Regions from separate parts of the Mus musculus genome. Here regions 1, 2, 3, 4, 6 and 7 are each linked to region 5. Evidence: chromatin contacts called from public HiChIP or PLAC-seq and promoter capture Hi-C data. All regions are on one chromosome and are shown on one strand. Each heading gives the region's core, a stretch centred on a gene start, on an enhancer-like site or on the middle of the called end of the contact. The rest is flanking DNA. Distances are from core to core; before and after follow the strand shown. Region 1 overlaps Gm42011 (a long non-coding RNA gene). Region 2 holds the start of Taok3 (TAO kinase 3). Region 3 holds the start of Wsb2 (WD repeat and SOCS box-containing 2). Region 4 holds the start of Pebp1 (phosphatidylethanolamine binding protein 1). Region 5 holds the start of Hspb8 (heat shock protein 8). Region 6 holds the start of Vsig10 (V-set and immunoglobulin domain containing 10). Region 7 overlaps Rfc5 (replication factor C (activator 1) 5).

Region 1 (3,685 bases), core at 624-3,123, 670 kb after region 5:
GGTGACAGCGAGGTTCTCCGGAGAAGCCTTTGGTGAAGACTCTGCTCCAATCACCATAGAAACAAGCAGCCCGTGATGAGATGTCACCATGGTCCCAAACCCCACTCTCCCCGTGGTAAATCAGCTCTGAGAACATGGCTGCCCTCGACGCTTATCTCCATTTGATAGAAGTCAGAAATAAGTAATAGAGTCGGGCATTCACTGCTAAAACCAGAAAATGCCCCCAGCATGTTGGTTGGAGGTCAACCAGTTGTGGGACAGTCACTGTGTTCAGCCTGAGGCAGGTGAACATGGGCGGAGAGCTCGGTCATCTGGACATCATGTGGCTTGAGCCGTGTGTTCACACACACCCTGAGCCAGCTGTGGGCTTAGCAAGCTGGGGCCCCACCAGCATCAAGTGGCACGCAGAGCCCTCTCCAAACAAAGCTACTGTGGTCACACTGACACAGGGCTCCCTAGCCACCCTTACTGACTCCCCTCCTGACCACAAACATCCTACAGTGTGCTGTTCAGGGCGAGCCTGGATTGGGGCGCATGCGCTGTAAGGCAGATTTGGCTTACACTTTTAAGGGAAACCTGCCCATTGAGCACCTTCTATTAGGTGAGCGCCTGGTGAAAAGCATGGCGCTTTTCACTTTTCACATTCGAATTCACAGCAGTTTTCTGTTGCTGCGATGAAACACATAAGCCAAAAGCAGCTTGAGGGGAAAGGGCTTCAGTTGGCTTACACAGTGTGATCACACACGGTCTGTCACTGAGGGAAGTCAAGGCAGGAACTGCAGTAAAGGCCATGGGAGATCGAGGCCTACTGGACACGGGTTTGCTCAGTCTTTCTTTTACCACCCAGGCCCACCTGCCCAGGGATGGCAACACCCACAGGGAGCTGGGCCCTCGTCGATCATTAATCCAGAAAACACCCCACAGACGGACGTGCCCAGAGACCAGCCTGACAGAGACATCTTCTCAGGTGATGTTTCTCTTCCCCAGATGACCCCGGCTTGTGTCGAGGTGACGTGAAACCCTAAGCAGCACCGTGAGGATGGGTGTGCACAGAGAAGAAAGGCTTACAGAAGCCAAACCTGTCAGTCAAAGGAGGAAAACACGAGCAGAACACAGGTGATAGATATGCCATCGCATACAGGGGCTTGCTAACCAGTGGCCGCTTCTGCCTGTGGCGTCCTGCTACATTGCTGAGTCCTGGGGACCCACAACACTGCTTTAAGCAGGCTTTGTCACCTACCCACTTTAACCCCTTGTCTACCTGGAGCGTTGGGAGAGGTTGCAGATAGATCAGGTCACTGCCGCCCTAGTGAGAAACAGATGACCCTTCCTGAGTCTCCTCTGAGAAACCAAGGAGTAAACCTTCCGGCTTGTAGTTATGCCCTTCTCTAGGAGTAAGGTGGCATTTGTTATTTTATAGGTTGGTATCTTTCGGAGGATCCCGCAACTCGAAGACAGAAAGGGGTTGAGATCTGACACCTGTGCCGTCTTTTTTCTTGCCCAGCGAGCTTCTTAAATAAACACATTTACATGGTCTTAGTAACCAGTTACTAGAAGGGGGGGGGGGAACCCTCTCTTCTGGACAGCATCCTAAAGCAGTTGCATTCCCGATGGCAATGATGTGTTCAGAGTGAGCGGTCCCTCGAGGCGTTTTCATTCCATCCAGCCCATGCTCAAAGAGCAGAAAGGTGCTTATCACCCTCGGCAATCCTGGAGCCTGGCTGGAGTCTAACACGGAGAGCAGGGGCTTCCCCGCTTCTGCCCCAAGACCGGCAGCCTATGCAGGGCACTGGGTGGAACTGAACAGAGTCTGAAGCAAGGCAGTAAGAACGGCTAAGTCCTTCCATTCTCCTGCAAGTGTCGCCACAGGAGGGCGGGCAAAGCAATCGGAGGCGATGACATCAGGGAGTATCAGGATGCCTGGCTCTCTGCACGGTTTTAGAAACCAGCTTCGTGATTCCTGGCCACCTCTTTCCTCCATGGAGATGATAAGGGCGGCAGAAAGAGGGTGGACCTGGCAACATTCCCCTCCAATGGCTCTCGTGTTGCCTGTTGCATAGAGTGTGACCTGAGAAGAATGGTGACTTCGCCATTCCTGCCTTCTCAGACTGTCTTCCTGAGGGGTGCTTCACGTGATCGATCAGGGAGCCTAGCCAGCAGGACTGTGACCTGAGCAAATGAGTGTCCCCCACTTGCTGCATTTGCTCTCAATATTGGTGTATCAGAGGTGAAAGCAGATTCAGAGCTCAGCTTGCCGGCTGGAGAGATGGCTCAGAGGGGAAAGTGCTTCCTGCAAAGCCAGAGCGTGAGGAGCCGACTCCCAGCACCTATGCAAAAAGCTGAGCGTAATCCCAGCACCGAGGGGACTGGGACAGGGGGTGGAGGGGGGGGGGAACAGGATCCCTGGAACCCGCTGGACAGCCAGTTTAGCCAAATCAGTGGGCTTCCAGGGTTTCGCTAGAGACTGGCAAAAATAAGGTAGGGGAGCCCACTGAGGAACACACCCAATGCTAGCCTCTGGCCTCCACACACGTGCATGTGTGCCCACATGGTTATCCATATGCAAGTATGCTCGTGTGCAATTGCATGTATGTGCGTGTGTGTGTGTGGGCATGCACACACACACACACACACACACACACACACCAACTAGCACTGGAAAGGGGGCCACTCCAGTCTCCATCTTCCAAACACCCAAGGGAAGAATACAATGAAGTATACAATCAACAGAAAAAACAATACTGGCTCCCCAAACACTGGAGCAATAAAGAACAAAATTCAGAGTAATTATTGGCTAAAACCTCACAGAGAGAGAAAGATCTCAGCTTGTCTCTGAAGACTGAAGAAGCCGAGATGCTCGTAAATTTTACTGGGAGCTTACACTGTGCACGAGAATACAGTAAAACCACATAGCTGGACTTACAGTAACAGAGCGAGGTCCACAGCTTCCTGCTTCTCTAGGAGGCTATTTAGATCCTTGGGTTTTGCTGCTGTTGAATCCCAGTTTAATTCCAGAAAGTTCACCTCCCCGACTTAAAAAAAAAAAAAAAGGCACACAAAACTTACCACCGCAAGAACAGAACTGCCTGCCTCAATCCTAGAACTCTCCATGTAAATAAATGGCTCTTTCAAAGTAACATTGATAGGATTTGCCACTGGGGGAGAGGGGGAAATGTCAGGGAGAGTAAGGAAGATAGTTAGTTCTGCCTTCTTTCACACTCTTAGAGAGCTCACACTACTATAGGAAATGTGTACAAAGTCTCCTTAGACTCTAATGAGACACTAGCACAAACCACAAATGGTAGTGCGTGCTTATAACTCTTTAGTTAACAAGGCAGTTTCATAATGACAGGAAGTGACCATCTTTGTGTGTGTGTGTGTGTGTGTGTCTATGTTAAGGTCAGAGGTCAAGGTGTGGTTCCTCCGTACTGGCCACGTTGTTTTCAAAGTTAATTGGCTATTGGAGAGTTGATACAAGTCATGGTGTACCAGCAGGTCAGAGGTCAGACCTCTCCCTCTACCACATGAGTCCTGGAGATCTAATTCAAGTAGCCAAGGATGTCAGCAAGCATTTTTGCCCACTGAGCCACCTCAATGGATCACCACCTTGTTTGGCTTTTGTTGTCTTAGGATAGTCTCACTGGGAACTAGCTACCAGGCTGGCCTCAAACTAAGAGACCCACCT
Region 2 (3,801 bases), core at 1,123-3,622, 700 kb after region 5:
GGGTCGCATTTCTTTTGACATTTCCTATTTGCTACCTTGTTTTAATTAAATCTTGGCTCTCTTTGTAAGAAAGAGTTCCTCTCTGCAGAAATGCAAGAATGTCCAGAATGCAAAGCTGGGACGGCTTTTCCAGCAGCTCGGGATCTGAAGCCCCTTCTCGACAAGAGTCCTTCTTCAAGCCCAGCCTCAGCAGAGGTTCTCGGAGCTGTCTCTTCTCCAGAGGATGAGGTCAGCTTCCTGCGTGTGCTTGTTCTCTCTCTCTCTCTCTCTCTCTCTCTCTCTCTCTCTCTCTCTCTCTCTCTGTGTGTGTGTGTGTGTGTGTGTGTGTGTGTGTGTGTGTGTGTGTGTAAACTGTTGGAACACATGTAGACTATTTGTAATCCAGCACACTGTGGGATCGCAGCTCCCAATACTATTAAAGAAGCAACAAATTAACAGGCATCATTTTTTGAACTCAGAATCCATTGATACAATGAAACAAATGACAGTTGGGTTTGTTACTAAACTGTGTGTAATCTTGTTTTGTGTTTAACTTTTATTTCTGTCTCCCTGATTACAGACAGCCAGTGTTAGTCTTCATGCGTTTCTGTTTTACATGGATTACAGAGACACAAATGGTTGGATGACGACAATTTGTCCCTTATCTTCCATGAAAATTGCAGAGCTGGCCCAAGGAGCAGCCCTACTAAGTGCTACTTAGTGAGGAGGGAAATGAACTTTTTAAGAATCCCTCCTGACTTTTAGCTCAACCAAATTTTATCATTGTTTGTAAAACCTTCAAAATCAAGTTTCACCCCTTAAAATTCTCCACCACTTCTCCCAAATAGTATATTCAGTCAGACTACCCAGATGAAGTTTGATATGCAATGTTTAGGATGTAAATTTTGCTGGGGAAATACCAGAGAGAGAGCGAGTGAGCGATCAGTTTTTTGACATGTTTGAATCTCTAGGATCAATATCCAGTACTTTAAAAAAAAAAAAAAAAGGCCAGCGTGTTGGGACCCACCTTTCATTGCAGCCAGAGGCAGGGGAAGGCAGATCCCTATGAGCCCAAGGCCAACCTGTCCACACTGAGAGTTCTAGGCCAGTAAGCCATCCTAGGTGAGACCCAATCTCAGATAAATAGAAACTAAATATTTTTTTGTAGTAGAGCGTTGACCAGGAGTTGAGTGTCCACGTCTGATAAGGCTTAGGGTGAAAATGTGTCCCTGCAGAAAAACTGCTTTGAGCTTCCACCATCAACTGAAAACAACACAGCTATTTCCACACAAAAAACATGAGACAGGTCCTGGTGCACTTTAACCTCTGGCAGGCACTATGTTTCCGCGTGGCTTAGGATGGAGCCAGGCAGGTTATTGCAGGTTGCACTTGGGGGGTCAAAGCTCAATCAACCTTCCGCCTTTGGTTCATTAAAGCCCGTGGCCCTGAAAGATTTAGTTAGATACGCTTGCTGGAATTTTGCCAAAGCCAACGGGGTCCCCCTACCCCAACTCCTCCATTAACTGTGGTAATCAAAACTCACAAAATGTGTATTTCTTTTTTCACTTTTCTTTCTTTCTTTCCTCTCTTTTCTTTTCGTCCTTCCTTTCTTTCTTTCTTTCTTTCTTTCCTCTTTTTCCTTCCTTTCTTTCTTTCTTTCTTTCTTTCTTTCTTTCTTTCTTTCTTCTTTCTTCCTTTCTTTCTTTCTTAGCTTCTGAGAAAAGATCTAGCTAGATACCCCAGGCTGGGTTCAAACTTGAGGCGATCTTCCAGCTTCTGCCTACAGAGTACTGGTATTCACATCGCACTCATTTTAAAATGTGCCCAGACCCTGGTAAGTAAGCATTTAGCTGGGTCCACAGATTTTTTCCCCCTCTCTCCAGCAGTAAACGTAGGGTCACTGAACGCAAAGCAAGAAAACGCATTCCCCTTCCTGAGAGCTGGAAAATAATTTACAAGCCCCAGGAGGAAAGCATCCCTTAAGGATGGCCAGGAGCTGTGAAAGGTCCAGAGAAAGATCCGACTGGCCCCACGATCTTATCCACGGTGGTCCGACAAGACAAGACAAGGCGTGGGGAAAGAGAGCCAAGAACTTTGACCCTGGCGCAGCACAAACAGAGCTGACCGCGCCCGAAGGGGCCATAGCTAACCCAAGTTAAGAGAGCTTCCGCGTTTGGGAAAGCCCCGCCCACCTGGACCCGCCCACCACCAGCTCCGCCAATCCCCTGGATCCATCGACCGCTCGGACTTCCCAGGCAAGGTCAATCGAGCGCCTATATACGGCCTGGACCCCGAGAGCGGCGATCAGGGAAGGTCAGTAGAGAACCTATCAAAGCATGGCTGTGGGCGGAGTCGAGGGCGGGGTCGAGTGGGGGCGGGGCGCGCTCTGCGCAGTCGGGTGCGATTGGTCACCCCTGGCGGAGCCGCACCTCGGACAGCAGCAGCGGCGGCAGCTAGGGTCCTGCGTGGAGAGTGGGGCGCGACGGGGACTCGCGGGCGGAGGCTGCGCGTGGGGACCCAGCACGCGAAGACCCAGCACGAGAGCGACTCTGGGCACGAGTGAGAGGAGGCGGCGGCGCCGGGGCCGCGGGTGACAGCGCTGAGGTGAGAGCGCGGGCACCCGAGTGACATCCCGAGTCCTCGGCGCAGCGGCCGCGAGCATCCCGGGAGCGGAGTTGTTAGCGGTTCTGCCAGTGCGCCGGGGAGAGGGGGGGGGGGGACTGGGAAGGACCGGGACGGAGAGTGAGGAGCGGACCCCGAGAGGGATCGCGAAGAGTGAGAGGACCAGGATGGGGACAGGGGTGAGGAGTGAACTCTGAGAGGGACTGCGTGTGAGCGAGGGGACCCGGAGAGAGATGGGGACATCAGGATGAGGAGGGGACCGAGAAATACCGCGGGAGAGCAAGGGGACCCCAAGACAGGACAGGGCAATGGGATTAACGAGGCGACTTGAAGAGGGACTCTGGCCGTGGGATAAGCGAAAGAACCCCGGAGGGACTTGCGACGACGGAGTGAGTGAGCGAGGAGATCCGCCCCTGATGGGCCGGTGGGAAAAGCAGACGGGACCCAGGGAGGGACACTCAGAGGGATTGGGACTGCAGACTGAGCAGGTTGACTTGAGAGAACTCAGGCAGCGGGATGAAAGAAGGGGACCCTAGAGAGACCGAGACAGGAAAATAAGCAAAGGAGACTTTTGGGGAGGCGAGGGCAGTAGTTCTGAAACTATGCTCTTGCGATGAGTGTAAAGAGGACCTCAGGAAGGCTTAGGGCAGCCGAGTGAAGGGAGGGGTCCCCAAAAGGGTGTGGGCTGAGGGACCCAGAGTAGGGACAGACAGCACTGAGAGTCCAAGGAGAGCCGGTGAGTGAAGTACCAGAGAAGAGCTTGCGCAGCGTGAACATGGTTTTTCTGGCCTCACAGCCAGGCACCTAGGGAAAAACACCGGCAGCCTGAGCCCGGGTGGCATTGAGTGGGCACAGCAGCAATGCTGACACCTGGACGACACCGATGCTGCTCCACTGCAAAGAACCCGAGGTCTCCCCCTGAGGGTTGAGTTCCGGGATGCTGGAAGGGGGATCATGTGATGGGCCCGGGAGTGAAAGACATAGATCCTAAGGGCTGGCCAAGGGCTAGCTAGACGATTTGTAGAGATTAGACCAGCGTCTCACCTCTTTCTTCTAAACAGCAGGCTGGCTTCCCAACTCTTCCCTAAAGTTCGACCTCGAGGTTCCTTGATGACACATCTGGGGCAAAACTAGAGGGGTTTGCTCCCCATTCACCGGCCCCCAAGTAGTTGGAGGGAGGGATAATTTAGAAGAGCCTTG
Region 3 (3,869 bases), core at 926-3,425, 930 kb after region 5:
CCCAGGCTACAGAAAGAGACCTTGTCTAAAGAAACATCAGCGCTAACTAGCTAGCTAGCCAGCCAGGTGACTCAACCTGTAAAGGTATTTATTTCCAAGCCTAAATTCAATCTCTGGAACCCACATGGTAGGTGAGAACATATTCCCACAAGTTGTGCCCTGGTGTCCACATACATGCCACGGGATCTCTCAACTAGCTGCGCTCGCGCGCGCACACACACACACACACACACAAACAGAAGATACGTAAACGGGCATTTAAAGAGCCATTTGGAAGAAAAGAGCTGTAAAGGTGGTTTTCTTTTGTCCCCGTTACCACTTGACTTGTGCACGCTGAATGCCTAAGTACAGTAAAGGACGTAGCTCACCAATAGAGTGTTTATTTAACTATGCATGGGTTCAGTCTCCAGTGCCTTAAAATAGAAACAAACCAAACCATTAAAAATGAGACCCTAAAGACAGCAGGAAATGGCATTTGGGAAATGAAGCACAGGAAGGAGGAGCTGGAGGGATGGATGGCTCGGTGATAGCGCTGGCAGCTCTGCAGAGGACTGAGCTCAATTTCCATTGCCCACAGGACCGCTCACATCATTTGTCCATCAGTTCCAGGGAATCCCATGTCCTCTTCTGTTTTCTTTGGAGACCTGGAAAGTATGTGCAGGCAAAACCACCCCTCCCACACAAGTATGCACACATGTATACACACACACACACACATGTACACACACACCCCTAGTGGTGACATACTAGGGACAATACCGTTGGCCTCCACAATATATTCACAAAGAACACTGATGAGAAAATGGTAGAGATGGGGGAAACATGACACGTTAAAAAGAACTGGGAAATAGTGGAAAGTTAAGTCTGGAGAATAGAATTGGGATCTAAGGCGATCAGGAAGGACATCAGAAATAAAACGGGAACCCCGGGGCTGAGTAAGGGTGAGGAACAAGCCATTAAAAAAAAATGCCTTTAGATATCGAGTGTGTTAAGGGAGGCTGTTAAGTAAGAATGAAGAACGAGAAAGGGGACAGGGAGGTAGAAAACGTGTGTGTGTGTGTGTGTGTGTGTGTGTCCTCAAAACAGACAACTGATAAACCGCGGGTATCTTCTAGGAGACCTGAGAACTGGGTCATGAATAGTGTGCCTGGACTAAACGCTAAGTGGAAGAGAGACGCATACAAAGCAAGAATGTAGAAGCAAGGTTCCTACCGTTCCAGCTCAAAAAACATGGGAGAGCAGACTTAAACCCATCACTTTTCCTTCCCTGGCTCCACATTACAAAGAGATCTATGACTCAAAAGGGAAGGAAATGGGGACATTGAACTTGGAGAAAAAAAAGTCCAGGCTGGAAACAGGAAAAGGGACTGGAGCGACCTTGAGTGTGGGTGGTGGGTGGGGTGGTGACAGGACACTACCAGGGGATTACAGAGCCCATGAGAAAGTCCAAAGCCAAGGAACAACTACAGGAACTACTTAAAACCCCTTTTCTCCTACCCTGGCTCCAAGTTAAATCCACCCGACACAAACAGGACCAGGACCCGAGGCACTAGCATCTGAGGACACGAAGAGGGAAATCTCGGGGTGTGTGGGGGTTAACCTTGACCTCCTCTCCCCTTAGTTCCTCCCCCTTGGCTTTCCCAGCATCCCTCCCGCTGGGGCCGTTGTCAAGGCCAGCATTTCAGCTCCCGCTGGGATCCCCAGTTCCCTGCCCCCCAGCCAGCATCATGACCCGGGCAGCTTCCCTGAGCCTCGAGCGAGCGAGCAGTCCCTTAGGTTTCTCCACGACACCCCCAGCCCTTGCCCGCCCCACCCCCATCTCTACTCGCTCCAATTTTAGGTTTCCACTTTGGATGCTCTCGGAGACCCCCAACCCCATCCTGCCCGGGGCTCCCCTGCCCCCTTCTCTGTCTGCTCTGCCCAGTGTTCCCCCCCACCTCGGGTCCCCTTAGCCCCGCTTCCTCCGGGCTCCGCGTCCCTTTAGTCCGGCGTTCCCTCCCCCCCCCCGCTCCCCGCCCCCCGCCTCCCGCCTCCGTCCCCACAGCTCGGCGTCCCCCTCGAAGCTCCGCGTCCCGCGCCCGCCGCCCACTCCGCCTCCGCCCCCGCATCCCCAGCGTTTCCCCTGCGAGCTCTCCGCCCCGGCCCCGGCCCCGCCCCCGCCGGCCGCCATGTGACGGGAAGCAGCTGATGGCCTCTGCGGGCGGCAGCGGCGGCGGCATTGGCGGCGGTGGTGGCGGCGGCGGGCGCGGCCGCGGCGGGGCGGGCGCGGAATGAAGGCCCACGGCCCTGGGGGCTGAGGCGCCCGCCGCCTGGGGCGGGCCGCGCGTCCTCATGGAGGCCGGAGGTGAGTGCGGCCGCGGCGGGGCGGCGACCGAGGCGGGGAGGGCAGCTTTGTTTCACTTTCGCTGTCAGCTGCGGCAGCCGGCCTCCTGCCACCGCGGGGACCGGCCGCCGTCCCTGAGCGAGCCCACTGGACTGGGATGGCTCCAGAGTCCCCGGGTCGCCTGCGCCATGGCCGGGCTTCTGGCCTCAGCGCCCATCGCGGCTCGGTAGTAGCTGCGGCCGCTGGGTGGGTGCCTGGGAACGGGGTGGGGCCCCGGACACTGCCCCGGGGTGACACGTAGGTCCCGACACCCTAGTGGGTGAGGTCCACAGCTGTCACCACGAAAGCTCAAAGTGAGAGCACGGGATGAACTTGCTGGCCGCCTGGAAAAGCGCAGAGATGCTAGGGATGGCTAGACCTGCAGCCCCTCGGGGCTTCTCCCTGGAGGGCTCTTGTCCCAGCGTCCTGATCACGGAATAGTAGCGTGGGTTGGGGACCTGGGGGAGGGGGCTGTCGCCACACTCCAGGGTCCCCAAATACCGGAGCTGAAAGACAGATTCCGTAGGGGGATTTTAAGAGTCAAGGCCTAGGGCTCAGACTTGTTCCGGTGAAGTTGAAGCTTCACCCAGGTCTGGAGGACTCGGATGCACCAGAGGGCTGGCAGGGCCGGATGGGGTTGTTGGAAAGGCAGGTGTTCCCTGGGGTGGTGTCCCCTTTGCATTTAGGAAATGACATTTCTTTGTTTGCAGGAGCCAGGCTTTCAGGGAAAGGTGTCGCGGCAGCTCCTCTCCCGGGTTTCCATCTAGATTAAAACCTTTCAGTATCTTCCCTATAGAATTCTGTTTAAATGGCCCCTACTGTTTTCTTCTGTGACTCTTTTTATAGCTTCCGTTTTCGTTTCCATTGATGCCTCAAAGTTGTATCTCAAAGCAATCTGTGACCAGACCACCTCCCCCCCCCCACACACACACTTTTTTTTTAAACCGGAATCTTTTCCAGTGCAGAGTTTTTCCCTAGTGATTGACGTCTGTGTGGTAGGCGGTGGGCAGAGCTGTTGGGAGCTACCAAGCTACTGTTAAAAAGGCCAGACACTAGGCCAGAGTTTTACTCTCTTTTCAAACTGAATAATGTCTATTGTAAAAGGATTACAGTAGAAAACAGTAGAACGGTGGTTACAATTAATTTATTCATTCAACAAATATTTATTATCTGGTATGTGCCGGGCACCCTCTGGGTCCTTGCTGGCCCAGAGTAATATAATAGCAATATGTAATTTAAACGTAGACACATTAAAAAAAGGCAACAGTTGAAATTAAAAAGGATAACGTATCTAAAATATTTCAAGTTTAATTTATGCCATGAAACAAAAATTATAGGAATGTTTTGGAGACGGAAGAATTTTTCTGTGTGGGCGTTTTAACTGCCAGTTTGTCTGCACCACGTGCTGCGTGCAGTGCCTGAGGGGGCCAGAAGAGGGCGTCGGAGCCTTTGTACCAAGTTACAAAGAGTTGTGAGCCTCCAGGTGGTTCTGGGGATGGAACAGCAA
Region 4 (3,390 bases), core at 522-3,021, 860 kb after region 5:
TGTTGACCACCAGGAAGTGGTGCCACTCCCTGCGGAGACAGAACACGAGGGGCTGTGAGCACCAGACACCTAGGACATTCTCAAGCTGGGCAATAACAGGCAGATGATACACTGGGAAGCCACAAGCAAGCATGAGGGCCTCACACCAAGAGACCCTGTTCCGGGGGGAGGGGGGCTGAGGTTGTGGCTCAGGGGGTCTCAGCCTGTGCTGCACGAGGCCCAGGACTTTCTCCCCACCACTACAAAATGACTGTAACCCCAGGAGGTCCACGCATCCCTGTCCAGCAGGGACTTCCGTGTCCGGATGATAGATAGCCTCTCCCCATCTTTTCCCCAACTGGCCTGAATTTGGGATCCTTCCTGCTGGGAGCATCGGGGTCTGTGAGGACCAGGGTGTAGAGTTTCCCAGGATCAAGGCCGTCCCATGAAATGCTGCTGGGCCTGTTCATAACCTGTAGGAAGGAACCAGTGTGGGGGTAAAAATCTAGAAATGCTCTCAAAACTCAACACTCTGCCACCTTATATTCCCAAAAGGTAAAACATGAGGGTTATTATTTTTATTCCTTTCTTTTACTACCGAGACAAAAAAAAAAATAGTTTATAGCAGTTTCACCCATGCAGATTAGTGGTAATTCCTAAGTATGGCCGCTACTAAAAGCCTGAAGCTTGGAGCTGGAGAGAATGCTGGGTTCCAAGAACTCTTGCAAAGGGTAGACATTTCCTGGCACTCCTGTGGGGGGGGGGTGGGGGGGTGCAACTCCAGCTCCAGGGGACCTGATGCCTCTTCTGACCTCCACAGCTCCCTGCTCTCTCACACACACAGCCACACACTCGCACATAATTAAAAACACAAAACCAATCTTAAAGAGCCAGGAGTCTAAAAAAAAATTTTAATTAAACAAAACAAAACCAGATGTGGTGCACGCCTTTAATCCCAGCACTGGAGAGGCAGAAGCAGGCAGATCTCTGTGAGTTCAAGGCCCGCCAGGGCCACAACTGAGTGAGACCCTACATGTAACACACACACCAAGCCAGCCTCGACAAACACTTGCCCACGTTATTAACAGAAAGTGGTGAGACAAGGAAGTCCGACGGTGGCAACGGGTCCTCCTCCACAACCTCACTGAGGGTCCCGAGCTACCTAACGCCTTTAAATATGGTGGCCAACGGTCCGCTTGGGGCCAGCTGAGGAGTAATCCGCCCTCGGAAAACGAGAGCGGCCAAGGACACGTACAAAGTTTGGGACAAGGGAGACCGGCCAGGGCTCCGAATGGAAACCTTCCAAGTCACCATCTCAAACCCTGCGCTCTAAATATATAAAGAGAACGGTTAGACCCAGTTTCTCTGAGCTTGGAACCGCTCTTGAGCGTCAGCATCCCACCCCCACCGCCACCCCCAGGAGCAACACAGGTTAATGAGAAAGCGCTGGCCCCGGAATCATTAATAAAGTGCGGGCTGCTCCCTGAGGAGGTGATTGCAAGCTCGGGACATTAGAAGGTTACAGAAGAGGCTTTCGGCTGTCGGGTGACGCTCCCGTCCGGTATACAAAGGCTGAGCTCGAGGCCTGCTCCGCCCCGCTGTCCCCCGGTCTCCCCGGCGGCGGGCCCACACCGTACCTGGGTGGGCGTTAGCACTTTGCCCAGCTCGTCCACCGTCACCCCGGCGTAGTCGACCCGCAGGGCGTGCTGGGGCGGCTCGTCCACCTCCTGCAAGCACAAGGGCCCGGCCCACTGGCTGATGTCGGCGGCCATGGCGATGGAGAGTTGGAAGGCACGCGCACGCCGAGTCCCGAGCGCTGTTAACGTAAAGCGCTTGCGCAGTTGACTGCCGCCCCGGGACCAACCGCAGGTCGGGTCACGCCCCTTCGCTCTCTGATTGGCTGAGCCGGAGCTGGGCGGTCCGAGCGCCAGGGTCACTGCGAAACTTCGCGGGTTGTGCCTGCAGGCCAGTGCGTGCATGGCTGTGGTGCAGATTAATGTTGCGGCTTCTCCTTTGCATTTGAAGGACTCTCTGCCCCATTTCGCAGTTCCCGGAGATAAGGCCATGCTTTCTCCCTAGCACTTCTTCAAACGAGCCAGGTTTCTTCCCTGCGTTATCTTTTGTTGTTGTTTTAAAAGTTCTTTAAATGCCAACGAAATTCAACCTCCCGGGAATCAATCAGTGTGTTGGTTGGGCTTAACCGCGGAGTGCAGGTGACTCCATAGCAGCAGTTCTGCAAGTTCTGCACAGATGATGGCCTTCCATCGCCGCCTAAATGCCCACACCGGAAACTCTCATCATTTAACCTTCCAAATGTTGTGCCTGTAAATTTGGGCAGAATTGCACGCACATGGTTGAGAGGAATGGCTGGATCTTGGTTGAGGCTTCAATGACAACTCTGCCTCCTAAGAGTGAATGTTGATAGACTACAAGCCCCATCTTCACGGTGCCTTCAAGTAGCAACTGCTGAGATCCTGAAGGGCTGGAACAAGACCTTTTACAGACAGTGTGACTTTACAAGACAAAGTGGAATTCAGGTTGCCAGTCGTTAGCTTCAGAATGTGGGTATCTCCTGGGGGGTTCCCAGATCATCCTAGGGGTCCTGAAAGAGATATTGAAAGTGTGATTGACAGGACCAGACTGAGGGTAAGCAAAGCTGGACCGGCCATCGCCAACTTTGCAGTTAGATACCAGCAGCCTCCCAAGACTGGAAGTAGTCAGAAATGTATGAAACTAGGTTTTTACAGTGTGGTAGCTAATAGAATACTCTACCCTTCAGGGACGATATGATCCCGGATTTGTTTGTTTGCTGGTTTGGGGTGTTGTTGTTATTGTTATTGTTGAGACAGGGTTTCTCTGTAGGCTTGGCTGTCCTGGAATTCGCTCTGTTGACCAGGCTGGTCTCCAACTCAGAGCTCTGTCTGCCTCTGCATCCTGAGTGCAGGGGTTAAAGACCTGTGCCACCACACCCAGCTCTCACTGATTTTTTTCACTTATTTATTAATTATATGTGGGGGGTTGGGGGAAGATACTGGACATGCCTGCAACAGGTCCAAGTATAGAGGTCAGAGAAAAAATGTGAGAGTCCACGTCTCCTTCTGTTGTACCACGTGGTGCCAGGGATGGACCTCAGGACTCTTGTAAGCTCCAGGAAACCCACTCAGATCTACATCTCATGGATCAAATGGACTCCATCCAGAAAGTACCCCTGTCAATCAATAGCCGAAGTTCCCCACCTGTTGAGTATTCTAAAGGGTGGGATTCCTCCCCAGGTCCCTAATTTTGGGATTCCCCTCCCCTAGCCACCAAGAACATGGGCCTAAGTGTTTCAAACTTCGAACCTCTATAACTTTGTTTTCCCAGGTATTTGTTACAGGGTTGAGAATCTGACTAAAACAAAAATACTGGGGG
Region 5 (3,508 bases), core at 491-2,990:
GTAAGGAAAGCCCTGGGCCTAGTGCTGCTGGGACCAGGCCTAGGCTCTGCTCTGGCCTTTCTGCTGACTCACTGTATGTCCTGGAACTAGGCCTCCTCAGCTGCAAGAAGGGGAGTAGACAGCCATGGGGTGAAGGGCCAGAGGAAATATATATATACATATATATATATATATATATATATATATATATATATATATATATATATATGTATGTATATATATATATATATTACATATATATTACACACACATATATATTACATATAACACACACACACACACACACACACACACACACATATATATATATATATATATATATATATATATCCTTCCTGGGTTTGAACCCTTTGCTACCTTGAACAAATACAAATTATGCTAATCCTCTATGTTCCTCCGTTTCCTAAAGTACAAAAGGGAGATGTGGACACACAAACCCTGTCCTCTGGTTGTATGGTTGTACTAACACAAGTGCTATGTGATGCTGAAGTCGTGGTTCAGCATATCGCCTGGCAGACAGCTCTTCGCCGAGGATAGGAGCCATACTGCAGACATTACCATCCAACTTTAGTCTCCTTGTCTAGTGATCGCACGGCGAGTCAGTGTGCTAACCCCTCTCCCCATGTCTCCAGAAGTCCTAGGTGCATCCATTTATTCTTTATATTAAATTATCTATTTCAAAATGTCTAGCCTGGCTTCTGCCAGCTCTCGGGTGGGGCACAGGGTCCTGAGGACCCCAGCTACTACGTCATATCCAAACTCATTCTGTTGCCCACTGAGAAACACTTGTCTCTGAAGGTAACATTGTGGGTTGCATTCTTGAGCCCTGAGATCACCTGTGCCATGTGGTCTGTCACAGGTCCCTTCTACTGAAGTTCTTTCTGGGCTGAACCTGTGATGGCGCACATGCGAGCACACAACACACACACACACTCACTCATACACACACACTCACACACACAAGCAGGACCCTGCCCGCCCCGACTCACCTGAAACTTCCACGTATCCATCCTTGGTCTTTACCATCAGCTCTTCCGGCTTGAAGCTGTGCACGTTGACACACACTTTCCAAGGCTCCCCAGGGAAGGGTGGGGGACTCCTGCCCTCAGCGGGCACTCCAAACCTAGCTGTGGCTGGAGGCCCTCGGGGTACCATGCCAGACCTTAGGGTTCCAGGCCAGGCAGAGGAGAGCCGAGGCAAAGCCCACTCTGGCCAAGGGGCTGTCAAGTCGTCTGGAAAAGGGTCCATGCCAAAGCCATCGTCCAGAAGGCGGGAGGAGAGCGGTGAGTCCCGAAAGGGGTCTCGGCGCAGGCGGCTTGGGTAGGAGCACGGGAAAGGCAATTGCCCGTCAGCCATGATGTTGGTCGAACTTAGAGGGGGAAACAGAGGCTCAGAGAGACAGAGCCACCTACCCAAAGGTCACACAGCAAGGTGATGTGGCTTGAGATGGCTTTCAGAATTTAGTTCTCCACTTCAGAAAATGCTGATCTTCCTTCAGCCACGAGCCCAACCATCCGCTGGCTGCCCAGAATTGAGCTGGGGTCCTGGCTTACAAAGGTGACCCCCTCCCTAAGCGGGCCCAGCAGAATCCCAGAGGGCCTCTCTCTCTCGCTTGGCTATCAGTAAGCCACCGGCTGCCTTCCTCCCAGGCTGCCCCGGCTCCCAGCCAAAGCCTGCTGAGGTCTTGAGCACAGCCAGGAGTTTAATAAAGCTCGGGGACTCGCGAGCCTAGAAACTTCTCCTGGCTTCTGGGCTGGGAGCCTTCTATTTATTTGCTGCTGGGGGCTGGGGGCGGGTTTTGCAAGCGCCTCCTGTCACAGGAGTATTCAAAGGTGATGAACCAGTCCCTGAGAATCCGCTGAGAGAACAACTGGGCTCTGGGAGCGGGTGGGGAGCTGGGAGGGGCCGTGGCGTCCGGGTCCAGCCAGCCTCTCAGGCACTCTCTCCTCCTCCTCCTGCTCCGCTCCGCCCCCGCCCTCCCTCTGCCTCCAGCAGCGTCCACTCCATCCACCCGTGCCCCGCAGGGCACTAAAGCCAGACTATTAATAACCCTCCGCCTGGCTGAGGGCTCAGGTCACACTCTGGAAATACCATCTTCAGTGCATGTTCTGTCTTGCCTCCTACTCTAGGGACTCGCAGAAGAGAGACAGCCCCTCATTGGATCAAGAAGTACAAGGAATCCCCACTTACAGTATGGCCCAAGTCTTACAGCCTCAGACTTCTGAGAACGAAATTTTAAAAAACGGCAGTTTAAGTTATGAAAAGAGGGACGTTGTCAGTCAGAGTCTATTGGGATAGGTAGGTCTTGGGGTGAGAAAACAGATCGGGTTCAACTCCCAGCACAGCCTGAGCCACTGAGGATTTACAGCCTGGAGGCAGAATGGGGGCCAATGGATGGGAAATGACCAGGGGGGAATCCAGGGACCAGAGGGAATTCTGGATAAACTGATCTAACTGGAGTCCTCTATATCTACAGACTGGGGTGGCCAGCTCTCGCTTTGAAAACCACTGATCAAGCATGGGAAGAGGTGATCAGGGGGTGATGGAATTATAGGGATTGTGTCTAAACTGACTTGTTCTTGTTAAAACTGGGTGAAGAGAATGCACCCCTGGGCCTCCAAGGAGGAGTCTGCCTGCAGTTTGGTCAAGGGAAGAGTTTCTATCAGAGGCAATATAACTCCAAGGCATGTCTGAGCTGCCTGTTTTCCACCTGTGGAATGGGGCAGGAGAGGAACCTGCTCTGGGACGTGTCGTCAGGAATGCGTGACATCATAGACTTCGGAGAGGAGTCTGTGCTTTTAAGTTTTCAACTTTCAACTTATCGGTTGCATAATGTTTGCTCATAAGTGCTTCATAAACAGGTGGTGGAACCCTCCTCTTCCGCGCACTGAGAGCTACAAGCTCCAGGACTGTATGACTGTCCCATTCGGCAGGAGAGTTAATGGTCATAAGTCATCAGAAAACTTTTTTTTTTTTCATTGACTGCCTTATACATTCTGGAAAGAATTTCAGCACAGAGCTAGCTGCACCTCTAATCCTCCTCCTTCTGTAAAATCATTTGTCGCCATGGGTTCATAAATAAAAACATGACACAGTGGGGTGAAGCTTGAACATCTGCCTAGTCCCAAATGCTATCCATTTCAGCGAACCCCTGTACACAGAACAGCCGTGCCCTGGAACCCCCTTTATGAACCCTGTACATACATAGAACCACTCCACACACACACCAAATCTGTGATGGGATGCAAACTAGGAAAAAAAAATATGTTTCTAATATCTTTCATGACTTATGTGTCCTTTGCCTACATTCTATCCTTCCTCATTACCTAATATGTCCCTCTCGTTATTCTTTTAAATGTTACTATGTTGTCCTACTATGCTATTCCTCACAGAGGAAATCCTAATCTGTAGTGTGCACGCATGTGTGTGTGTGTATAAGTGGGTTTATGTAAGCAGATAAAGAGACTTTTTTATTTCCTTATTCTTTACTCTCAAATAACATCTCAGT
Region 6 (3,513 bases), core at 23-2,522, 900 kb after region 5:
CTGAATGGTGTCTCTGGTCTAAGGGTTGCAGGAACTCTGTGGTTAACTCAGCAAGTGCCCTGGGCCTGCTCCATGAAATTTCCCTCTCTGTGCACCATCAAGGTTCCAGAACATTCCAGAGTCTTAGCCACGATGCTTTCTACGATCAGCTTGTTGACTTAGGACTAGAAAGTTGGTCTGGAGCGCTCAAGTATCATCAAAACCAACTAACTTAAGATAGCCAGAGTGGCATGGTTGTACCTCTGATCCCAGCATGTGGAAAGTTGAGGCAGGAGGACTGCCTCAAAGGTAGAAGACTGAGTCAAATGCTGTGTCAAACTACCATGCACATTCATTTATTTAATATAGCCTAGGTGACAACTAGGTGCGTGGCCCTAAGGAGGCAGGGCTCGATCCGAATAAACTCCCTCGTGTTTATGGAATCAAGGCAGTTCTCTCTAGGAAACCTTACCTTAGGACAGTGAGGTTTTCTGTGATTTCTTTTTTTTTTTTTTTTTTTTTTTCCAATTTCCATTTTAGCCTTTTCTCCATATTTTACTTTGGTTTGGCGGTGCTGGAGATAGAATCCAGGGCTGGGCTCAGGCGCTATACCCCTGAATGTCATCCTTAGCCGTCCCAATATTTTATAAACTCACAAAAAGACTCGGAGAACTTGAGCCGAGGGACGCCCACCTCCCAGAGCCCACAGTGAAGATTCCACAGCGATGACTACATCCTTGTTTTGAACACGAAGTTTTCTCTCTGAGCCCTTTCAAGGGCAGATCCTCCCGAGGGCCCAGCTGTGGCGGTGTCCACCAGGACACAGAATCGGGATGCCAGAAAGCTGAGCCCGGAAATGTGGCGCTCCGGGGCTCTGCCAGGATGGGGGTTGGGGAGACCAAGAGGGTCTGCTGTGGGAGCACCTGAAAACGAAACTCGCTCTTCTCGTGTGGTCTCGACCCAAGTTCATTCGAGAACCCGAGTCTCGTGGTTGCTTTTGGCCGGACGGTCGCGGGATCATCTTTCCCTGGGCTCTGAGCGATGGCGGCGCTGTGGCCCGCCCCTGCACCGGAGAACCCAGATGACAAGCGCGATAGAGCCGCAGGGCTGGGACGTAGCCGGGTGCCCGGCAGCCCGCGCTCAGTGCAAGGCCGGGGAGTGCGTCCCGCAGCGGCGGGCCAGCGCTCACGGCCGCTACCTCCCAGGCCCCGCGGGACTGAGATCGTCGCACAAGGCCCTCCTCCCGGTCAAGGTGGAGGAAGTTGCCGGAGAGGCGGGAGGGGGCCAGCGGCTGTTGTTTTCCGCCAGTCGGGCGGGCTGGGCGCAGGGGCGGGGCGCGTGCCCCAGAGGCGATCGTCGGGGTTCGGCGGGAGCATCCTAGCCGGGGAGCCCCTCGCCGCTGGCCGGGGAGTCCTAGGAGCCCCGTGCACCCCGAGCTGCGCGCTTTCCCAGGAGTAGATCTCTGGAGCCATGGCCGGACTCCGCGTCCTGCTGTGCCTCGGGGCGCTGCTGGCCCGCCAGGGCTCCGCAGGTAAGGGACTTGCCACCCCCAACCCGGGGACCCTAAAGCCCCCGCAATAAACGTGCGGCAGGACCCACCGAGGGGCACGTGGAGGGGAAAGCGATCCCCCACCCCTTCCCTTTTCGTTGTTAACTCCGTGTTCTGGCTTTGCCCGCCGCATCGGCGCACCTCGCTGTAAGCTTCCATTTGTGTCCATCTCACTGTCTCCCCGCTTCCCAGATTGACCCGGCCTTACACCTGTAAATTACGGAGTTGCTTCCTTACGCCCTCCCGGAGTGAGTTTACCTGAGCCGACCCGTGCGTTCCAAGCCGCGCCTTTTTCCTCTTCCATTCCTTTTCTCTTCTCCTCTTACTTTTTCTTTTGAAGTCATTTCAGACTTGACCAAAGATTACCCCCCCCACCCCCGCCCCCCCCCGCTACGAGATATAGGTGGCGAATGGTCTTATTGTAGCTCATCTACCTAGCGTTGTTGCAGAAAAGTACCGCGCGAGGGGGTTTGGGTTGGGGGGTGGGAAGAGGCGCGCGCGCGCGCGTGCGGGGGGGGGAGTGTGCTTAGCAAAACATATAGATTAGAAAAGGATGTTTGAGTTTAACTCGCTCGCGAATTCCTACAGTGTAGGAACATTTCGATATGGGGTTGGGGTGGGGGAAAACAAACCCAGGAGGTGTGGGTAATTTCCAAACCCACCCCACCCACCTGCTAGCCTTGTACGTTTAGGAAGTAAGCTTTTCAGTCATCTCTGAGCTCCCTGGCAGCAAGGGGCAATAGTTCTTAACTATTATGCGCTTCGAATTCACTTAGCTATTTTGCTTTTATAACTTGTTTACGTGTAAAAATCAGTACCATTTCCCGTAACCTAGGTTTGCTTGACTATGTGGGAGGAAAACATTTGAAAGTTTGACAACACAGGCTGTCCCACTAGAGACTGGGCCGTGGCCTGTGTTATGTGGGACATGTGACCCCAAATTTGTTCCACTTTTTTCTTGCTGTGTTATCCCCCCGGTCTTTTTGGGCCATGGATTTTAAAAATTTCTTGCTGATGATGCACGTGTCCCAGGCAGTCCTCGGCTCTTAGCCACACCACCAACTCCAGTCAAAGAATGGTACCTGACCGCCTTGCTTGGCATTCGACTTAGTGACCCTTCTGTTGTAAGCCATTGGTTGGGAGTTAAGGGGTCACTTTCGGTCTTCTTCCCCTGTGTTCTCAGTTTGCTGGAGCCTGAATGAGCTTGAGTATAAGTAAGAGAGTGCTAGATGAACTTGCTTTTAGAGTGTTGGAAAGCTCCCTCCAGAAGTCCTGGTTCCTTGCTTGAGTCATAGTCTCACACTGTCACCCCAGCTTCCCTGCTGCTGGGGCTCTAAGCCTGAGCCACCAGCCCTGACTTTCTGTTCAGTCATTTTGAGGCCCAGATCTCCAGGTCTGCTTTCCCTGTGTGCTAGGTGCCCAGGGGCATTGCTGGACATTCATATGTCACTCTCATTTTTCAAGTGGAAAGGTGGGACAGGTGTCTTTTCTTCTGACTCAACTACATTGTCATCCGTGCTTCAGCTTGTCACCTGGTTGTGTGCTCCGGGCTGTGCTTGGGGGGAGTTACTGGGAAGAGATTCCTGTCTGGGGATTACCAAGCCATGTAAATGAGGACAGATAGCATCAAGATTGGTCATCGCAGGGCTGGAGATGTAGCCTGGTAGAGGAACGCTCAAGCCGCATGAGGTGCACCACATTGTCTCTCCTCCCTTTCCCCTCTCCCTGAGAGTGTGTATCTCTTCCATATTGCATAATGTGACTCTAAGGTTGGGGCCACAACAAAGGGTCCCCTGGACAAGGGTGTCAAGCTGGCACAAATGGTACTCTGTGTTTAATTTTTTAAAATTACATTTCAACTTATCTCTGTGTGTGGTGTATGTATGTACCATGGTGTGTGTGGCGCTCAATGACATCTCTGGGGGTTCTCTCTTCCCACCGTGTGGGTTCCAGGGATCAGGTTTGGTGGCAAACACCTTGACCCT
Region 7 (3,457 bases), core at 581-3,080, 960 kb after region 5:
CAATGCAAAATGAGGCTTTCATTGAAGGGAGAAAAGAGAAAAAAAGAAAAAAAAAACCTGTCTCTGTTCTTTTTTTCTCTCTCTCATTAAGAAGCAAAACAAAACGTTTAAACCAAACATAAAAGGAGTGCAGTAGCTGGGCAGTGATGGCGCACGCCTTTAATCCCAGCACTTGGGAGGCAGAGGCAGGCGGATTTCTGGGTTTGAGGCCAGCCTGGTCTACAGAGTGAGTTCCAGGACAACCAGGGCTACAGAGAAACCCTGTCTCAGGGGAAAAATTTTTTTTAAAATGGAAAGCAGGACACTGGTGGCAACTCTTCCACATGGCTGGGATGCTGCCTTCACTCAGCTTGAAACTTGGGAGCAAGCTCTCCATGGACAAGAAAGTCAGTTTCTCCCTTTGACAGCACACACTGAAAGCACCTCCCTGAGATGCATTTTACCCATGGTGCACCGGGTGCCCTCCAGTGCCCCTCATCCGGCCCAAGGGAAGTCTGGTCCCAAGGTAACAACAGTCTGAAGGCCTAGAAGGAATAGTCTCTAAGGAGTTCCCTGTGACACAGTGTGACACAGACATGCAGGTAGACAGCCCAGCACGGTTAAACTCTGAACACACGCTTTATTCTTCCTGTGAAGGACTTGGTAAAAACACAGCCCAGCAGTGCGGCAGGAACGTCTGCAGTGCCCCATTCCCCCCAACAAGTGAGGTGTGCAGTCTGAAGGCAAACTGTTGTAGTTTCTTTCCTATTTTCACAATAGAATTTGGAACCTGCTGGCAAGCCTTCTAAAAGTGGGAAAGGCCACTGCATTGTTCCTGAGACAGAGTCTGTCTCACTAGGCTGACCTGCAGCTGCCTGGCAATTCTGCCTCAGCCTCCTGGGTCCTGAGGTTATAGGCATGTCAGCACTTTGGGCAAAAGACTGATTTTGAAATTTTGTAATAAAATATTTGATTAGAAACCTACTAGCACCCATTTAGAGTTGGAAGACAGGACGCAACTCAGCTGCAGCCAATTTGTCATCCCAGTGACTGATAGTAAAGACTTTGAAGCAGCCCTCACCACGGGACAGGGTAGTTTCCCCTATAAAGACAAGCAGTGTCGATCATTATGGATTAAAGTTGCCCTGTCCATCCCTGCTCCAAACAGCCACAGAGAGCAGTACCTAAATGCCTGCAGAGAGACTTCTGTGACTGGGTTTATCCAGTGGCCCAGGGCAGCATGTCCTCTGTCCTCCAGTCACCCAGGGGCCAGGCCTCAGAGCTTCTAGGCCTCTGCAACTATCAGGTCTCTGGTGACTTGAAAAGCGGCGATGAGGGAGCTCAGCTGTATCTTCTCACTGGTGCCAACAGAAAGTCTGTACCTGGGAATAACAAACCCAAGTTGAGTATAAAGCACCCAGGCCCTGCCTATAAGGGTGAGAATGTGGGAGCTGCTATGGCCTGCCATGGAGGCACTGGAGCGGACAGACCCACCCTGGTTAGCACTGCCGTCTGTGTCCTCCAACGTTCTTCTCCCCAACATTCTCTTGGTTGAAGCTGCCGAGGCCGGATTAGAAACCCAGCACCAGCAGGTTCTGAGTTGCACTCGGCCCTCTACAGACAGACAGGGCAGGGTGCACAGGATGGAGGCTTAGGAACTGCTACAAGGAACTCTGCAGATTCCCCTCGGCTGTGGCACTGCAGCAGAGAGCTGCAGGTTCACTGAAGGGCAGTAAAGCAGGACACCAGCAGCTCATCTTGTCACTTGTCACTCCCAACACAGTGATAGGAAATGACCTACTTTGCCTGCATGAGCAAGTGACAGCCTATTGGAGCTTGTGATACTAGTATTTGGTTGGAGCCCAGTGTGCTGTCCACTTAATGACAGCTGCCAGAATCGCTGGGGAGTAATGACAGTGTTTACTGAGCTGGGCAAAGTGAAAAATTGAGTCTGTTTGTTTTTCTCCACTGGGCTCCTGTATGTCACATTGCCTTAATAAGTGGAGTAGCTGGCCATCTCCAGACGACCTGCATGCCCGGTGTGAGGAGAGCCAGGAGCTCAGCTCAGGCAGGGACCGCTCTGCGCTCATCATCCTCACACAGCCTGCTCCACAGTGCAGTTGGCACTACCCCACTACTTGTGTGAATGGCACACAAGCTGAAACTAAAGAGCTTACAACAGGAGAGGGGACAGCCAAAGAAGAGGGGACAGCCAAAGAACTGAAACTGGGAACACACTCACTCGATGTCTGCCATTTTGGTCAATAAGTGTATCCGAACTGAAGATGGAAAGTCAACTGAGGGAAAAACAGAATCAAATGAGTGAGATTACCTTGCGGGCGGGCGGGCCGCACACACACACACACATACACACACATACACACACACACACACACACACACACACACACACACGACTTCTGACAAGCCCAAGCATCCCTCAGACCCATGCATACAGATCATGAGACGGATGAGCTGATCGTGGTGTGGGCGCCACTGCTCTTTATCACACACGTGCTGGGGGCAGCTCAGGAAGTGTTCCATCTCCTATGCCACCAATAAAGACCCCACAAACATACATGGCCCCATCCCCAGTGGTCATAGAACATGAATAAGTCAGCATTGTCCACAGTGGGTGACAGCTATACACTAACCAGAAAGCTCATGTTACCCAGTTTTGAGGACAAACTTAAGCAACAGATTCCACACAGGCTCACAGTACTGGGGACCTGAGAGCCTCTCCATTTGGAGGTGGCGGCTGGGAGACAAAAGCTTCCGAAGGCTGGCATCCCCTCCCCACTCTGAATCATCTCGGGTGATTCTCAGGTTCTGCCTATGCTGAGACTGAGCCCTGAAATGAAGCAGGAAGCAGGAACTTAAAGGCAGCTTCCTGGAGACTGTCGAGTTTGCAGGAACACATCTTTTCCCCTTTGTGGGATGCATCTTAGAATGTGACTTAGAGGCTGGAGTCTGCTGAATGTCTAGGATGCATCAGTCCTGGGTACGGACCCCAGAAATAAGCTCAGTGGAGACAGCCCAGTGGTAGACCACATGTCTCCCATGCGCAAGGCCCTGGGTTCAATCCCTGGTGTGGGAAGCTTGTAATGAGAATGAAATGTACAGTACAGCCTCCACGGGCTCATTTCCACTAACCCTATCAGTTACAGATATTACAAAGATTTTGGACAGAGCCATTCAGAACTGCTCAAGATTAAGGGTCAGTCACTGTCTTCCCGTTTCTGCTCTGAGGCAAAGATGTCACACTCTGTAGCTATCCCAAAGCTGTGCCTCCTCCCGGCTCCACATAGTTACCTCTGTGTACAAACAAGTGAACCTCTGTCAGGATGTCATGCAGCGCCAAGCCCTTCAGAGTCTTCAGCTCCATGATGTCTGGGGAGGAGCAGCTAAGGGGAGGGGAAGCATTCCAGAACCTGCTGCAGGGAGGCTTCCACACCAGCCCCTAGTGGCGACCTGGCAGT

Evidence for each region. Promoter capture Hi-C pulls out the DNA fragments that hold promoters and counts their contacts. HiChIP or PLAC-seq counts read pairs in DNA pulled down with a chosen protein or histone mark.
Region 1: an H3K4me3 HiChIP or PLAC-seq map of forebrain shows a contact between it and region 5, with 4 times the contacts expected there. The contact joins the enhancer-like site here to the promoter of Hspb8 in region 5. A contact is called at or near these places in 4 of 39 promoter capture datasets (the 3T3-L1 cell line, hippocampal neurons and trophoblast stem cells) and 5 of 115 datasets of contacts at active chromatin or transcription factors (astrocytes, embryonic basal ganglia, embryonic stem cells and 2 more).
Region 2: an H3K4me3 HiChIP or PLAC-seq map of embryonic stem cells shows a contact between it and region 5, with 3 times the contacts expected there. The contact joins the promoter of Taok3 here to the promoter of Hspb8 in region 5. A contact is called at or near these places in 1 of 39 promoter capture datasets (hippocampal neurons), 1 of 15 datasets of contacts at CTCF or cohesin (large pre-B cells), 1 of 484 Hi-C or Micro-C datasets (liver) and 7 of 115 datasets of contacts at active chromatin or transcription factors (astrocytes, a beta-TC-6 cell line, embryonic stem cells and 2 more).
Region 3: a contact with region 5 is called in a promoter capture Hi-C map of liver. The contact joins the promoter of Wsb2 here to the promoter of Hspb8 in region 5. A contact is called at or near these places in 1 of 39 promoter capture datasets (liver), 1 of 484 Hi-C or Micro-C datasets (reprogramming fibroblasts), 2 of 115 datasets of contacts at active chromatin or transcription factors (embryonic stem cells and large pre-B cells) and 1 of 9 other capture datasets (embryonic stem cells).
Region 4: a contact with region 5 is called in a promoter capture Hi-C map of liver, with 3 times the contacts expected there. The contact joins the promoter of Pebp1 here to the promoter of Hspb8 in region 5. A contact is called at or near these places in 5 of 39 promoter capture datasets (the 3T3-L1 cell line, cranial neural crest, liver and 1 more) and 1 of 115 datasets of contacts at active chromatin or transcription factors (large pre-B cells).
Region 6: a promoter capture Hi-C map of trophoblast stem cells shows a contact between it and region 5, with 4 times the contacts expected there. The contact joins the promoter of Vsig10 here to the promoter of Hspb8 in region 5. A contact is called at or near these places in 7 of 39 promoter capture datasets (the 3T3-L1 cell line, the SN4741 cell line, cranial neural crest and 4 more).
Region 7: a promoter capture Hi-C map of liver shows a contact between it and region 5, with 2.9 times the contacts expected there. The contact joins the enhancer-like site here to the promoter of Hspb8 in region 5. A contact is called at or near these places in 4 of 39 promoter capture datasets (hippocampal neurons, liver and stem cell-derived epiblast-like cells), 1 of 115 datasets of contacts at active chromatin or transcription factors (large pre-B cells) and 1 of 9 other capture datasets (embryonic stem cells).

What each region holds. Positions count from the first base shown.
Region 1 is chr5:117,086,003-117,089,687 of GRCm38.p6, forward strand. Gm42011 (a long non-coding RNA gene) reads left to right here. Exons shown (of 3, transcript XR_878715.2): 2 at 848-967; 3 at 1,421-1,526. Among named protein-coding and RNA genes, the nearest start is that of Gm42011, 12 kb to the left of the region's middle. Within about 2 kb of position 1,874, at least 18 of the 459 cell types and tissues checked have an H3K27ac peak or open chromatin away from gene starts, as enhancers often do. A contact at or near this core is called in forebrain and hippocampal neurons, where this site is marked.
Region 2 is chr5:117,117,757-117,121,557 of GRCm38.p6, forward strand. It overlaps Taok3 (TAO kinase 3), which reads left to right and starts at 2,373. Exons shown (of 21, transcript NM_001199685.1): 1 at 2,373-2,583.
Region 3 is chr5:117,355,130-117,358,998 of GRCm38.p6, forward strand. It overlaps Wsb2 (WD repeat and SOCS box-containing 2), which reads left to right and starts at 2,176. Exons shown (of 9, transcript NM_021539.5): 1 at 2,176-2,344. The coding sequence starts at 2,332. It overlaps Gm42012 (a long non-coding RNA gene), which reads right to left and starts at 1,731. Exons shown (of 2, transcript XR_878716.2): 1 at 1,498-1,731; 2 at 361-644.
Region 4 is chr5:117,285,793-117,289,182 of GRCm38.p6, forward strand. Pebp1 (phosphatidylethanolamine binding protein 1) reads right to left here and starts at 1,772. Exons shown (of 4, transcript NM_018858.2): 1 at 1,617-1,772; 2 at 343-452; 3 at 1-29. The coding sequence starts at 1,751.
Region 5 is chr5:116,421,124-116,424,631 of GRCm38.p6, forward strand. Hspb8 (heat shock protein 8) reads right to left here and starts at 1,741. Exons shown (of 3, transcript NM_030704.3): 1 at 990-1,741. The coding sequence starts at 1,356. Gm42009 (a long non-coding RNA gene) reads left to right here and starts at 1,870. Exons shown (of 2, transcript XR_878709.3): 1 at 1,870-2,298.
Region 6 is chr5:117,317,994-117,321,506 of GRCm38.p6, forward strand. Vsig10 (V-set and immunoglobulin domain containing 10) reads left to right here and starts at 1,273. Exons shown (of 10, transcript NM_001033311.3): 1 at 1,273-1,510. The coding sequence starts at 1,450.
Region 7 is chr5:117,378,546-117,382,002 of GRCm38.p6, forward strand. Rfc5 (replication factor C (activator 1) 5) reads right to left here. Exons shown (of 11, transcript NM_028128.1): 9 at 3,291-3,368; 10 at 2,222-2,276; 11 at 600-1,361. The coding sequence ends at 1,265. Wsb2 (WD repeat and SOCS box-containing 2) reads left to right here. Exons shown (of 9, transcript NM_021539.5): 9 at 1-44. Among named protein-coding and RNA genes, the nearest start is that of Rfc5, 8.7 kb to the right of the region's middle. Within about 2 kb of position 1,831, at least 22 of the 459 cell types and tissues checked have an H3K27ac peak or open chromatin away from gene starts, as enhancers often do. A contact at or near this core is called in liver, where this site is marked.